Linked DNA regions of Sus scrofa: all the other regions are linked to region 1. Evidence: chromatin contacts called from public Hi-C and promoter capture Hi-C data. All regions are on one chromosome and are shown on one strand. Each heading gives the region's core, a stretch centred on a gene start, on an enhancer-like site or on the middle of the called end of the contact. The rest is flanking DNA. Distances are from core to core; before and after follow the strand shown. Region 1 holds the start of BRPF3 (bromodomain and PHD finger-containing protein 3). Region 2 holds the start of SRPK1 (SRSF protein kinase 1). Region 3 holds the start of SLC26A8 (testis anion transporter 1).

Region 1 (4,972 bases), core at 718-3,217:
ATCAGGTTAACAATGCATTTTCATTCACCTTTAAATCATTATTTTACTTACTGTTACAAGTGGAAACCAATACATTTTTTCAAAGTATTTATTCATCAATTTTAGTGGAAAAAGATAGCTCCCAATCACACAAATGGGAATTGTACTAAATAAATTTTGAGACCATCCATCAAGAAATAAAAGTTACTAGTCATATGTAGAAATGGTTCTATTTCACATTTTAAAAGAAGAAATGAAATTCAGTGTTCTTCTTTCCATTAGTCTTCTTTTTCCTTTTCCCTTAACTAAGAGCAACTGTAATAGTCTATTGCCCCTGGGGCTTTCCCTTCCACAATTAATCATCTTTTCTTCCACACCTTCCCTCCAAATGATTATTCCTCCTAGCCCTAAAACACTTGACGGTTAGTTCATACTATTTCATCTTCACAGTTTTCAAACACCGCCCTGCCCTTACTTAGATCCACAAGCCACTACCTTTTTCTTTTCTTTTTTTTTCACTCCCTTTTTAAAACAAAATTGGTTAATGAAGTATTTTTGCTATCAATTTGCCAAAAGGTGCTACGGTATAATCAGGAAAACATCTTTGTAATACAAATTAGCTTCCTTACTTTTATCAAACTTTCAAACCCCAAACACAGTATGTTTAAATTCCTTAGGATCATAAACATCTATACCTCAAAAGTTCGTTCAGTTTAAACATTTGGAAGACTTGAATCCTAAGCTTTTATCCTTCTTGCTCTGACTCTACAATCTATGTTCTTGATTGTCAGAACCAAGAGAAAAATTGTGAAAGTCTTACCAAGCTGTACTAGGAGCGCGGACAGCGGAAACGCTTTCAATATGTCATTCATCTTCACTTTTAAGGCAGTCTGTCCATACATACTTTCTGAACATCGTTAAATATTGGTGCTTAAGACTTCAGTCATGTGAGGTAAACGTTCCAATTCATAGGCAAAGTGGGTGGTGGTGGCAAAGGAGCGCTTTTCTAAAATTTACCAAAGTAAAAGCCAAGCTGATTGTATCTGAAAGTCTGAAGCTGCCATTTGTCAAATATCAATTAGAAAGCCGCTTTTGCGTTAACCGATTCCTAGCCAAATCAGTCTTAAGGAGAGACTGTTTCCCTTGTCTACAAACGAGGTGCCAGACGTCCTTAAGCAGACCGTCAAACTTTTACGTTTTTTTCTTTTTAAACACAGGAGGGAGACGATGGGACACTGAGAAACATCAGGTCTGTTTCTTAAGAAGGATGTCTCTGGGGGAAGCAGGCGCTCACCTGTACCCAACAGTGGCAGGTCTTCCCCGGCTGTCTTCCCTGGGGGAGGGTACGGACATCGATAGACCTTTGTCCTCCCGACTGCAGCAAGGGGGTTGGGGGAGGGGCGCGACTTTCTGGGAGTAGTACAGGCACCTGCACCCCGAGACGCAGACCGGTTTTGACATCAATGTCTGCCCTGGCTTAACCTTTGGAGGGACCCTCAAGCCCAGGGAGGGGTTTGTTGCCCTAAACCTTGGCTGCCTCTCCCGCAGGGCTGGGGGAGGGGACGGCTGATCACTCTAAAGAGTTAGGGACCCCGGTCTTTCCCAATAGGACCTGAACGTCCTCCAGCTCTCTAGCCCGGCTTGCCCCGCGGCGAGCTGGGCCGGGGTAAGCCGGGGCAGATCCTTCTTTGCTCCGCGCCCCTACCGCGTCCGCACCGCCACCGTGAGGCCGAGCAGGGGACAGTGCCCTGTGGCGGCAGCGGCTCCGCGCTCCTCTCCGCGCAGCCCCGGCTGCCGCCGCGCCGGGCACGGGCGGGGGGATTTTTTCCCCCCGTTTCCCCCCCTCTTTCGCGCTCTCGCTCCTGTTCAGCGGGAGAGCCCGCGGAGCCAGGGAGGGAGCGAGGGAAGGGGTGGAGGTGGCGGGGGGGTGGGGGAGGCCGGAGGGGCGGATCCTGCCTGGGGGCTGATCCCTCCCTCCCCTCGGCCGGGCTCCGTGGCGGCAGCGGCGGCGACGGCGGCTTCATTCCCCCTCCTCCCCCGGGAGCGGCGGCGGCGGCTGGGCTGGGGCCCCAGCGCGGGCCGGGAGGGGGCACGTCAGTGGCCGCCGAGGCTAGCGCGGGAGGAGGCCGCGCTTCGCTCCCCCGGCCGAACCGACTGCTCGACTGCCGGCCCGCCCGCGCCCAGGGGCCCCCGAACGGTGGGGCCGGGCCAGCGGCTGAGGTAATGGGGGCGGCAGCGGGACCAGACGGAGCGGGGGCCGAGGGCAGAGGGGCCTACGGGGACCGGGGACTGCGCAGGGTGGGGGAGGGAAGCGAGGGGCTTCCCGAGCTGGGCGGGGGCGGTGCGAAAGCTGTTTCCTAGAGCCAAGGCGGCGGCGGGGAAGGAGAAGGCGAGCGAGGGGGGGAGCTGAAAAGCAAGGACCCCCTCCCGCAGCCGCCATCTTGTTTTCCCCCCGGCCCTGGAAGCTGAGCCACCGAGCCCCGCCCCCACCACGCTCTCCAATTGGTCGAGCCAGAGGGGAGTTCCACCCTCTGAGCGTCCCTTGGCGCCCCGGTTTCTCCTGACGGGCAGGTGAGGCGGCCAATGGGTGCTCGCTTCTGTGCCCCGCTCGTTCTCAGGGGCTCGCTTTCTCTGTGTGAGGGTCGGACTCCGCGTCAGTCTGTCGCTGGCGCGCTCGCCCCCTCCTCGATGTTATTTCCCTCCTTTCTCCTCAGAAGGGTCGAGATTTTTCTGGAAGAGGTGCTTCTTTAAAAGGGCAGGAGCCTTGGGAGGGGTCCTCACTTGTCTCCTGAATATCTCGTGTAGGGTGCAGTGGGGGACGATAATAATTCTTTCCGGACCTGGGTGGGGTGGGCGAGTGGGGGGCTCAGGGGATGCGGAGAAGACCTCCGGTGGTGTGGGAAATTTTTGGAGTTGTGTATGTGGGAAGGGCTGCGTGGGATTAGAAACTCCCGCCAAAAAACTAGATTGTAAGCTCTTTGCGGGCGAAACTCATCTCATTTTCCTCAGCAGCAGCCCTTCCCCCTCTAGAGTTTGCCCCTCAGAGACTTGAATGGGACAGCAGAGGTCTCTGTAGGTACTTGATGCTTGCCTGAGAGATGGCTGAACTGCCTGGGAGGCAGCCGGGAGGGAGGGAGAACACACAGTGGCTTTAACAAAGGAGGGGGCACGTCGCCTCCCTCAACTACTGAGGTAGCTTTTCACAGCTCTGCAAGGGTCTCCGTGCCCTTGAAGGGGTGGGGGCAGGTCTCTTGGCCCGGACTGCCCCTATGGAGTTTGCATTTATGAGGCGCGTAGTGGCCAAGGGTCCCTGGAACCTGTTCAGAATTGCCGTGATGATTCTCTTTCCTTTGGTTATGAATAGGATTGTGCCCGCCTGCCACTGTGCCTCAGCCAAATTGGTTGTTGGTAGTCTCACTTTGGGATTGGAAGGCCTTTTAAGTAAGGATGTTAATAATAGCTCATTAACAAATAGGAACGCTTAAAGACAGATTTCATTAATTTCATTTTACTGATTAGAGTATGGGGGCACCGGAGATCGAGTGACTTTCTCCAGTTACCCAGGGCCAAGATTAGAACCTAGATTGCCCCCAGGCTTCTTTTTGTACCAGACCATGGCATCTCTGTGGTGTTTTTACATCTTGGTGAGATGAGCTGAGCAGATCACAAGATTTGGGCTTGAGCTGTAGCTTTACGACTTAACCAGCTTTGGGTGGAGTGACACTTTTGTGAGCCTTTGTTTCTTCATCTGTAAAATGGAGATGAGGATATTCTACCTTCCAAGGTAGCTGAGAAATATTACAAGTAAAAGGGCTTCGTAGTTTATAAAAGTGTGCTAAATTATCATCACCATCTCCACTTTATGGGTAAAGATGGTAGATCCTGCAACCAGGGTGACAAGTTCTGTTTTTCTACTTGAAATAACTTCTGTTTATATCCTTACAAGTCTCTGCCCATACCTCAAGGCACCATATCCCCAAAGGTCTTTCCTTGTACTGATGGCCTCAATAACTGCCTACCACAGCTCCCTCCATCCCAGAGAATGATGTGGGAAACATTTAGGGCTTTCTTTTCATTGCACAAGGGTAGACGGTATTTTGCGAGAGAGGGACTTTTGAGATAATAGAATGCACTGAGAGCTTACCCCAGGTATTTCCCCGGTTACCTTGGCCCTTAGATCCAGTGAGAATTCCAGATAGGCCACTCCCAGAGTTTCCAGGGTTTCTGCTTAGAGGTGTACTAGCCACTGTATGCTGCCTTTTGCAGAGAAAACCCTGCATGTGTTAGTTTATAGTTCTTGGGCCACATGTAATAGGCATTTTAGGTCCCTTCACACCTTTACCGCTGGGCATGGTCAGGGGATAGGGTTTCTGATCAGAATAAGATGGGTTGGGATAGGGCTCTAGACCTGTGGAGTTTTGATCCCTGATGGGGCCACTGTTTATGTATAGAACTTGCAAGTGGATGCTATTCTTCTTTATTTCTGAAGCCTTAACTACCCCACCCTATTTCCATAGTTAACTGTGTCGCAACCTTATGTACATCATCAGAACATTAGGCCTCTCCCCACATGTTACACTGTTTACCTTTCTTTCCCTTCAGTCATAACTGCTTGAGGGCAGGAACCGTGCATATTTGATTTTCATTCAACTGACACTTAGTGAGTGCTTACTTAGCAGTCAGGCACCATTCTAGGTGCTGGAGATAAGAGTAGTGAACAAGACAGGCAAAAATCCCTTTCCTCACAGACCTTTCATTCTAGTGGAAGGAAGCAAATATACACAAAAAATAGGTAAATTATATAGCACAGTAAAAAAAAAAAAAAGGAGTGTTATAGTGAAAAATAAAACAGGATGAAAGGTTGGTGGTGGGAGAAAGGATTTTGCAGTTTTGGATAGAATGGTCAGAGAAGGTCTCCGTGAGAAGCAGTGTTTATGGAAAGACTTGAAGGAGGTGAAGGAGCAAACCATGTGGGTGCCTGAGGAGCAGGATG
Region 2 (4,972 bases), core at 1,515-4,014, 230 kb before region 1:
TTAATTGAAGAAAAAAAGCACTTCTGAAACTACAAGTAAATGGGGATGACTCAAGGAGTCAAAGTTGTACAAAATGAAATATTCAGTAAAATAACTGCTAATTAACTATACTATTCACTCGCTTTTGCGCAAGTACATAAATAATTAAGAACACAAGTAACTCTTAGTTATCCGCAGTAGTGAAATGGAGGAATAACAGATAATCCAAAGGACATATATTCAGCTTTAGAAATAAAGTATATGGTCTAAATAGATAATCCAAAGTAATAAATATCTGGTGTTAAAAATAAAGTATATGATCACCCATACATATTTATTTCCTCTGGAGAGAGATCAGACAGATGAATTCTAAATGATACAGTGAACAATAAAAATCACCAGCTCCTTACATCAGCAGTAAACCTATTGTTTTATAACACATTCATATCAACTCCACAGGGAAGAAGGTAACCACATGCCCTGCCAGTGGGGTGCACACACATGCACAGAGTAACATTTAAATTCCAATGCATAGAAGAATGAGGTTAGCTCCTCGCTGTTTCATTAAACCAATCTGAGAGTAAAAACTGGTTTTTGAATCATCCATACCTGGATAATCAAGAAGCAAATAAGTACACAAACATATATAGATAAACTCACATTTAAATGCATTAAAGTTACCAAGCACTTTACAAAGTAAGTTTAATAAGACACTGCATAGAAATGAAGCAAGAGGTGAGGTCACCTACCAGTTTAGCTCTATTTATGTCATTTTTGCTCTCTGGAAACATTAGGTAGCCACCAAAAACAACACACACACACACACACACACACAACACACACACACACACACACACACCCATTTGGCATTGCCATTCAGAAAGGAAATCCAGGAAAGCCTGTGAAATAAATTTTATTGCTCAGAAAGACTTAGATGGTGTACTCCATGTAAATCCAAATAAATGGAATGAAAAGCTATCAGGAAAAAAATGCATATTTTTCTAGAAGACAATTTCCAAAACCCTCTGCAATTAAACGTGAGTACAACATAAAAGTTCTTCAGACTAAGAAGAATTGCAGAAGCCCTCTACTGGGCGTTTCTAAGAAGCTCTGGCCAACTTTTGTGTTTCCCACAATAGCACTAAACCACGATTATGCATCCTGCTGATAAAAACGGACATACACCAAACCGTAATCACCAACAGCGCTGACTAAAGAACCTCCCTGGCACCTCTGTGATGCCCACTACAGAAGGTATGTGCATTCAGGGCGAGGACTTGAGGTTCAGGAAGAAGAGACCCAGTGGTCTGCCTGCACTCGGCAAGGAAAGCGATGCGCCTGGCAGGCTCAGCAAGTTGCCTGACCCGAGGGGAAGCTCCATGCCCTCTCCTATAAAAAGCAGACCAAATTACGGAACATTCATTCACGAATTCCCTGACTGCCTAACCTCAGATGTAGCAGGCAAGTGAAGACGCTGGGAAGCAGGTGTGGAAAAGGGAGCAGAGTTCACAAGCTGATAATGATCTACCACCTCCGTGGGGAGGCCCAAATTCGGGGATCTTGGGCCTCCTCTCTGGCGTTGGGAAGGTAAATGGACAGGTCGGGCTCTGGTCCTCCCCCAAAAGCCCTTTCCTGCAGGCGTGGGGCTGCTCAGACCCAGACCTGGCCTTCAGCAACAGAAGCTCCGTTCCACATGGTTGGGGGGGGGGGCGACCCTCCTTCAGCCGCCTCGAGGCCATGTGGCTGGGGCCGCAGGGTCCCCACACCCGCTGCATGTTCAAGGCGTGAAACCGGAGGAGAAGAGGTGCCGGAGGGGGGGGGACCCAAAGAATGGGACGTTGGGGTTCGAGACTCACTTCCTTTGGGCTTTGTCCTTCTTGGCCTTGGTCCTTTTCTTTCGGGCCTGGAGCGCAAGCACTGCAGGAGAGAGGGATGGATGAAGGGCGAGTGGGGAGGAAAGGAGGCGGCCAAGGTAAGGGTGGAGACCCAGCTGGGGCTCGAGGCCCGGATGCGGGGCCTGCCTGAGGATCAGCTCCGGGGCGAGTGCCGCGAAGTCGGCCGGGCGGCCGCTCAGGGGGCTGGGGGCCCACCCCGCGCAGAGAAGCGTCCAGGCGAGGCGCGCCCGAGGGGGCTCGGGCCGTGTCAAGGGGCTGGCTGGCGGGGGTCGGCCTCGGTCGCCGAGGGCCGGGCCCTGGAGTGGCCGCGAGGCGTGGGCCGGCGGGGCAAGGAACAAGGGGCGATGCCTGCCGGCGCGGAAGGACGCCCGGGCTGAGGGGCGCGGACCCGCAGCCCAAAGGCGGGGGTTGCGGGGCGGCGCCACCTCGGCGGAGGACCGCCGCACACCCGGGGACCGGACGGCGGCGGTTAGGCCAAATTCCCGGCGTTGACCCGGGCCTCGCCCCGGCGGCCGCTGCCCCTCGTGGCGGAGGCCGCTCCACCGCTCACCTTTCCGCTCCATGGCGAGACCGGTAACCGCCAGGCGCCTGCGCACTGGAGTGGCGGTGACTCCCGCTCCCGCCGCGGCCCCAAACCAAGCCCGCGCACACCCCGCCCCCCAGTTCCCGCCCCGCCCCCGCCCACGACGGCGCGCGCCTGCGCGTTGAGCGCGGAGCCTACCACCTGCTCCCGAGACGGGGGGGGGGGCGTAGAGAATAGGGGAGGAAGGGGAGGAAAGAACGCCTCGGGTGAATGTTCCCGGGGTGTTTGAGAACCAAACTTGGAAGCTTGGGAAGATCAGCTTTGTTCTATTTTCGAGCGGTTGCTTCTGAGGAATGGCGAAGAGCGTGGCCATTGAGGGTTCCCTGCGTGCTGAGTCAGAGCTCCGCAGCCAACTGTAAACTGCCTCCGTTTCCTGGTCTGTAAAATGGAATAGTCCCAGGTGTGTCCTAGTTAGTCCAGAGAGTTCTTCTGAGGGCCAAATGAGATACTATATTAAGAAAATGGGTGTATATGTACATGTATGGCTGATTCACTTTGCTGTACACCTGAAACTAACACAGCATTGTAAGTCGCCTATACACCAATAAAATTTATTAAAAAAATTTTTTTGGAGTTCCCGAGGTGGCTCAGTGGTTAAGGAATCCGCCTAGGAACCATGAGCTTTCGGTTAGATCCATGACCTTGCTCAGTGGGTTAAGGATCCGGCGTTGCCCTGAACTGTGGTGTAGGTCGCAGATGCGGCTGGGATCTGGCGTTGCTGTGGCTGTGGCGTAGGCTGGCGGCTACAGTTCCTATCCCTAGCCTGGGAACCTCCATATGCCGTGGGTGTGGCCCTAGAAAAGACGGGAAAAAAAATGGGAGAAAGAAAAGGAAGTGGGAGCAACACACAAAAAAAGACTGGAAGGAACCTGTGATGTTATCGTATCAAAAAAAAAAAAGTCGAAAAGTGAGTTTTCTTTTAAAATTTCAGGTTTAAATGAAGGTATTAAAGGAAGCGGGAGAATAAAAACTTATAGTGTTTTCTTAATTTAGCACTTCATCATCTTTCCACAGATAAATGCACTTGTCTTTTTTTAAAGAATATTTTTATACTTTTCTAAGTGCATTATCTTTGATAATACATTTGATGTTCATGACAGCTTAAAGGCAAGATAGTTATTACTTCCACTGTAGAAACAAAAACTTGGAGGCGATATGTACTCAGAATTTTGGTGTCCTGAAGCATTGATTGAATTATCAAATCCTTGTTGTAAAGTAGTATTAACAAAGTTTTTCTGTAAGGGGCCATATAGTAAATATTAAAGCTTGTGGGTCGTAAAGTTTCTTAGCAATTCAGCTCTGCAAGTGGAACTCAGAAGCTGTCAGTGTTCTCCGAATACCTTATTTATTATCCTTGAAATTTGAATTTCATGTAATTTTCATGAATCATCAACTATTCTTCTGTTGATCTTTTTTTTTTTTTTTTTTTTTTGCATTTCTTGAGCCGCTCCCGCGGCATATGGAGGTTCCCAGGCTAGGGGTCAAACAGGAGCTGTAGCCACCAGCCTATGCCAGAGCCACAGCAACGCAGGATCTGAGCCGCGTCTGCAACCTACACCACAGCTCATGGCAACGCCGGATCGTTAATCCACTGAGCAAGGGCAGGGACCGAACCCGCAACCTCATGGTTCCTAGTCGGATTCGTTAACCACTGCGCCACGACGGGAACTCCTCTTCTGTTGATCTTTTTTCCTCTATTTCAACCATCCTTGGCTCAGGCCTTAGTTTGCCAACCCCTTTGTAAAGCTCAGCAGACCTTTGCCCTTAAAGACTCTAGTGGGGAAGACAAACAAGTAATTAATTGAGAAAGGAAGATGAAAGTACAATAGTGTCTCGTAAGTCAAGCATGGGGTCTTGGGTGGGATTTTATTGCCCTAAGCAGATCATTACACCCACCAGGGAGGAGGCATCTTTAGAGTTGGATCTTGGGAAATGCGTAGGATTTCCAAAGGTGGAGAAGTTGTCAGGCATTCCTGAATGAGAAAATCAATTGAGCAAAAAGGCACAGGTTTAGAAACTTATAGGCGGGGGCTGGGGCTGGTAGTGGCTGAAGGAACGAAGTGGAGTGTGAGGCTGGAAATGTAGGTTTGCCAAATTTGAAATTTAGATAATTAATATCTGGTGCATGGAACCTGAATGATAGCATTTCTGGGCATATTGCAAAAGAGGACCTGTTGGCCAAGGAAAACTGCAACCCAGATAGATCCCTCCTGACGGTCCTTAAAAACAAAACGAGAGTTGGGGCAGCCAGTGAAGGCCTGGAGTCTGAGGATTCTGCCAGCTCAGGAAAACCACATGTGGTTTAGAAAAGTCAGGAGAGAGCTGGTGGTTAAGGAAAAGTCCCAGAATGGGAAAATTACTCCCTACCAGAAAGTGAACTCTTTGAGGATAGGGACCGTGTTTGGGTTTTCCTCACTGTGTCTTCAGCGCCTAGCACAGTGTCTGGCACTTAGTAGATTCTCAAATATGTGTCTCATCAAAGAGTAAATGATATGCGGTTTATGAGAAAGGTCTG
Region 3 (4,972 bases), core at 1,637-4,136, 130 kb before region 1:
CGGGCGTTCGGGCGGGCGGGGGACCGGAGTGGGGCCGAGGAAGGGGCCCCGGCGGCTGAGCCGGGGGCGGGGAGCGGGGGCTCTGGGCCGCGCCGGCCCCTTCTCTGGGTCACCCAGCCGCACCTCTTGAGTACTTTTGACTGAAGGCCTGCTGGAGGCCAGGCCTCGCGGCCCGCACTTCACGTCCAAGTCATCCACTAAAGTCTCCCGACGACCCTGTGGGGACAGAAGACTCGGGGGAAGACGGGAGGCTAGAGGGTCACCGAGGTCTCCAACGCCACCTTTCAGACCCACCAGCCTGGCTCCTCCTATTGAAGGCCACTCAAAGCCCAGGTTTCCTGCTCTGCCCCACATCCCCGGACCTTCAATCTCCTTCTGAAGCTCAGTCCCTGTCACTGTCTCTCACTCTGTCTTGTAGTCCTGCTTGGCCCAGGTGCAAGTTTACCGTATTAATTGGATTACAGTATTAATGGATTAATGTCTAATATATTTATTATTTGCCTTACTTCTCGTTTTTGTAATTTGTCTCATCCCCATAACGGCAAGGATTTTTCTCTCTTTCATTGACTGTTGTATTATTAGTGCACAAAGCAATGAGGTAGATAAAGTGCTCAATAAATTTGTGTTGAATAATTGACTGGTTGCCCTGCTGTTAACTGTAAGCTCCATGTAGGCAACTGTCTGCTTTTTAAGTACCTTTCCAGGAGTTCCAGCTGTGGCTCAGCAGAAACAAATCTAGTATCCATGAGGATGTGGGTTCCAACCCTGGCCTCACTCAGTGGGTTGGGGATCTGGCGGTGCCATGAGCTGTTGTGTAGGATGACAGCTGTAGCTCGATTCCACCCCCTAGCCTGGGAACATTCATATGCCATGGGTGCGGCCCTAAAAAAAAAAAAAAAAAAAAAAAAAGGCTTCAATAAATAAATACCTTTCCAACGGAAGTGCCTGGTACCCAGTAGGCACTCAAAATGTATTTGCTGAATGACTGAATTTCTTAACTTTACTCTCTTGGTCACTCTCATCATTCCAATTTGTTGAATAAATATACGAGTTTCTCAGATTTCCCGCTGTGGCACAACAGGATGGGTGGTGTCTCTGGAGAACCAGGACGCAGGTTCCATCCCCAGTGGCACAGTGGGTTAAAGGATCTCGTTTTGCTGCAGCTGCGGTGTAAGTCACAACTGCAGCTGGATCTGGTCAGGGAACTCCATATGTTCCAGGGCAGCCAAAAAGAAAAAAAAAAAAAAAAGTTTGAGACCTGATTAAAACAAAAATAAGGTAGATGGAAGTTGTCAGGAGGGTATATATGAAAGTTCTTGTAAATGCTTGACTCTAGAAATACAACAATAAAAATGTCAAACAGAGACAGTATAATATATAAACATGAGTTTCTTAAAAGGCCAACTTCCCCCACGTTTCCTCCCTTGTACCCATGCACGCATCACCTTGGTTCCCCACTCCCACCCTTCATTTCTTTACAGTTGCATTTTTGCTCTCATTTCCTCCTTCAACTCGCATTACTTCTTAGAAAGCTTGGAACATTTTTAAGCAACATGTCTTCACAGGCAAGAGAACCTGAGCCAAACCATGTTGAATCCAAAGAAAGCTTTCTACAAATCACTCATGACCCTGGTTTTGGGCTTAGTTTTATTTTTCCTTGAGGAGAACTGAGGATCCTGCTCTGCTTCTTAAATTGAGACCATGTCATTATTCATAATTTATTCAACAAATATTTATGGGGGAACTTTTACGTTCTAGGCACTGTGCTAAATGTTGGGGCAAGACAGACAAAGTCTGAGCACTCCAAGGATGCATATAACACAAAAGAGAATAATCATGGTTAGTGGCTTGAACCCAGTTATTTCTAAAAAGAAATGACTAAGAATAGATAGGGTCCAATTCTCCTGCTTATTGTAACAAGGTTTAGCATAGGAATAGGCCAACAGTAGGGGAAGTTATGGGATTATAATCCTCTGCCCATTCACATTTATTATTGTGTTTAGCTTTAAGTAGGGAATGTAGGGCAGGAATTCTCTTTTGCATAAACTGGAACCAAAGTCTAGGAAAGGTCAATTGACTTGCCTAACCGGACACTGCCAGAAGACCACTCTGCACTGTTCTTACTCTGAGAGGCACGATTTAAATGTTTACAATCCTCTTCCCTGGAAAACTCTTCAAGGTAAGAGTCAGTTTCAAACCTTCAGAGTAATGGTGTTAAAAATTCTTTTCAAACGGAGATACCAGGGACTTATCTGAATTACTTGGGGCATATTGTAAAAAGGCACATTCCTGGTGCCCATCGCGGACCTATCCAATTAAACTCGTTGTGGATCCATAGACTCTTCATTTTTAAACTCCCAAGGTGATTCCTCCGCACATAGAAAGTTGAGAACTACTAGTAGAGTTTGGGTGGAAAACCTCAAACTTAATGCAGGGCTAATATTTACCTTTGGGGCAGATTTCGTCAGAATTCCGAAGAGTAAGCCATATGTCCTTGAGCAGATGAGACTGCAACGGCTTTCTGGCCAGAACCTCTTTTTTATGCAATATTTCTTGGAAATTGGAGGTTCCGCTAAGCGGGTGCTCGGCTGCTGTGGTAGTTCAAAGATCCTTTGGCTCTTTCCCGACACCCTATTAGTCACTGTCGCTTTCCACCGGGGAACTAGGCATTTGCCCCGCCGACCACGGTGGGGCGCACGCGGCAAATGTTCGCCGCTTGACCACCTCTTGCCTGGGTCCGCCTTCGCGCCCTCAAGAAGAGCAGTTCCCGGGAGTTCCTGCCTCTGGTGACCAGCTGTTGCTCTCTTCTCGCGAGAATTGCTCCTCCCGTCCTCTCCCCTCAGCAACCCCCGCCCACAGGCAGGTTCCATATTGGGTAAAATCTCGGCTCGCGGAGAGTCCCGGGAGCTGTTCTCGCGAGAGTAAGGCAGGAGGCTTCTGTTCGCTGGCTCTGGAACGGCGACCACTGGAACCTCTGCGGGCGCTGCAGCTGGAGCGGTAGTCCCGCGGCGCAAACCGGAGTCGGCCTGGACTGAAGCGGGTGCAGGGAGAGTGTGGTGGGCGCAGCTTTGAGCCCTGGAGCGCGCCCCTGCCCATAGCAGGGCTCGCCCCAGTCGCCGAGGCGCGTCCAGCTGCTGCGGCTGACAGGGGCCGCGCGCGCGGGAGTTGTCAGGGTCGCGGCAGCCGCACCTGCGCGGGTGGCCAGCTCTAGGTCCCCGCAGGGTCCGGCGGACGCCGAGGTCCGAGGAGCGGGTGCGGGCGCAGGCGGGGCCCCGCAGGGCCACCTCCTCGCCCCGCGGCCGCCGCTGGAAGATGTCTCAGGAGAGGCCCACGTTCTACCGGCAGGAGCTGAACAAGACAATCTGGGAGGTACCCGAGCGTTACCAGAACCTGTCCCCGGTGGGCTCCGGCGCCTATGGCTCCGTGTGGTAAGTGTCACTGGGCCTGGGGCCTTGGTGGGCTGGGTAGCCCTTCATGCCCCAGAGCCAGGCCTGCCCCCACGGCTCAGCAATGCACCAAGCGGCAGGAATTTTCCCTGGGGGGAAGCCATCCCTGCCCCTTTGATCCCTGTCCTGGACTCCCTGTACCCTTGGGACCCCTCACTCAGCACACCCGCGTAGGTAGTCAGCTGTGTGTAGGACGAGGTCCGCAGTGAGTACCCGGTGGTGTTGGGAGCCCGGCGCTGGCTCGCACCCTGCGCGTTCCCTTGTCGGGGGTGGGGTGGGGTGGTTGCTGCTCTGGGGGCAGGAACAGGGGGGCCCTCTTTGGCGGTCTCCCTGCTGTCATCGAACAGAGGGGCTCTCCCGAGGGGCGCCCACTGTGGGCGCCGTAGCTTGCCCTTGGATCAGACAAGCCCGGGAGCTGCCGGGAGGAACAGAAGGGCAAAGCTCGCCAGGGAGACTGCGGTCATCTGAACAAAACTGAGGACGAAGGACGTACCGTCCCGGCTTTTTTTGCAAACCTTTGTCGAAATCCCATTTGGAGAAGCGTTCTTTTTGAATTCGCACTTGAATTAGCAGCTATCCACAGAGCTTAAAATACCGACTTTATCGCGGTGAGCACGGTGCCAACTTGAGTGGTGTGTTTCCGATTCAGTTGAAAGCGTATTTCCTTTTCGCAGAGTTGGGGGTGGGTGGTAGTGCCTGCAAACACCCTGCAGCTTGAGAAGCTGGCGGCTTCACTGATTAGTCACATACCACTGCTCATTTAAGTATTGTTGGACAAAACAATTTTCGCCTTTGGAGCAAGTGAGATTCAGATCCGTTGGACGCCCTTAAGATCAAAAAGTTACTAACAATATTGGGAGGTATTTTAAATATTTTTAAATTGTGATAATTCTTGTGAAATACTGGGCTTTTTAAGTCCCTTAGAGAGTTTGCAGGGAACTTATCTACACTTACAGCCTGAGGTACACCACGGTTTTCATAAGGATATGGAATGTATCGCAAAAGAAGGAAGAGACACTTTTCAGCCTTAATTCATGCTGTGAATGTGTTTTAAACTAAATGGTACCATAACATTTCCGGACCTGAACTATTTCGCTAACTTTTCTAACTTCCCAGGTCTTATACACTATATTTTAGATTTACTGCAATGTAAGAACTCCTGACCATAAGCTAATTCATGTGATTCCTGTGCATGTATCATTTGAAAAGAGGTCTACAAGATTATTTTTATTATTTTTTGTTTTGGCACAAATTCCAGGCTTTTAGACTCGTTAATCTTTAAATATAATTCCTGTGTTTCTTAAAGTCCCAGCATGAATTTCCTGTTTGGTAGAATCTTCTGGGTAATTGAGATTGTGCAATTGTGTCCAGCAACAGATCATATTGCGTTTTCTAGTTCAGGCTGCTTGAGTTATGTTGCTGATGGCACTATGCCTGACATCTTTTTTCCATTTTTATAGTAGGGCAGTTTATATTTTAAGGGAATTTGCAGCATTTAACCATATGCATATATGTGTGCTGTTTAT

Evidence for each region. Promoter capture Hi-C pulls out the DNA fragments that hold promoters and counts their contacts. Hi-C and Micro-C count contacts between places; a contact is called where the count stands out from the background.
Region 2: a promoter capture Hi-C map of fetal liver shows a contact between it and region 1, with 2.5 times the contacts expected there. The contact joins the promoter of SRPK1 here to the promoter of BRPF3 in region 1. A contact is called at or near these places in 2 of 5 promoter capture datasets (fetal liver and liver), 2 of 47 Hi-C or Micro-C datasets (heart right ventricle and liver) and 1 of 2 datasets of contacts at active chromatin or transcription factors (alveolar macrophages).
Region 3: a contact with region 1 is called in a Hi-C map of skeletal muscle, with 12 times the contacts expected there. The contact joins the promoter of SLC26A8 here to the promoter of BRPF3 in region 1. A contact is called at or near these places in 1 of 5 promoter capture datasets (liver), 18 of 47 Hi-C or Micro-C datasets (alveolar macrophages, blood, embryonic fibroblasts and 11 more) and 2 of 2 datasets of contacts at active chromatin or transcription factors (alveolar macrophages and skeletal muscle).

What each region holds. Positions count from the first base shown.
Region 1 is chr7:31,924,346-31,929,317 of Sscrofa11.1, forward strand. It overlaps BRPF3 (bromodomain and PHD finger-containing protein 3), which reads left to right and starts at 1,968. Exons shown (of 13, transcript XM_021098638.1): 1 at 1,968-2,199. LOC110261741 (atherin-like) reads right to left here and starts at 4,331. Exons shown (of 5, transcript XM_021100034.1): 1 at 4,322-4,331; 2 at 2,761-2,819; 3 at 2,314-2,610; 4 at 800-2,252. The coding sequence starts at 4,331. The coding sequence ends at 1,611.
Region 2 is chr7:31,698,541-31,703,512 of Sscrofa11.1, forward strand. SRPK1 (SRSF protein kinase 1) reads right to left here and starts at 2,765. Exons shown (of 16, transcript NM_001144113.1): 1 at 2,425-2,765; 2 at 1,836-1,896. The coding sequence starts at 2,437.
Region 3 is chr7:31,788,734-31,793,705 of Sscrofa11.1, forward strand. It overlaps SLC26A8 (testis anion transporter 1), which reads right to left and starts at 2,887. Exons shown (of 21, transcript XM_003356617.4): 1 at 2,448-2,887; 2 at 1-216. The coding sequence starts at 2,870. MAPK14 (mitogen-activated protein kinase 14) reads left to right here and starts at 2,665. Exons shown (of 12, transcript XM_003356615.4): 1 at 2,665-3,428. The coding sequence starts at 3,313.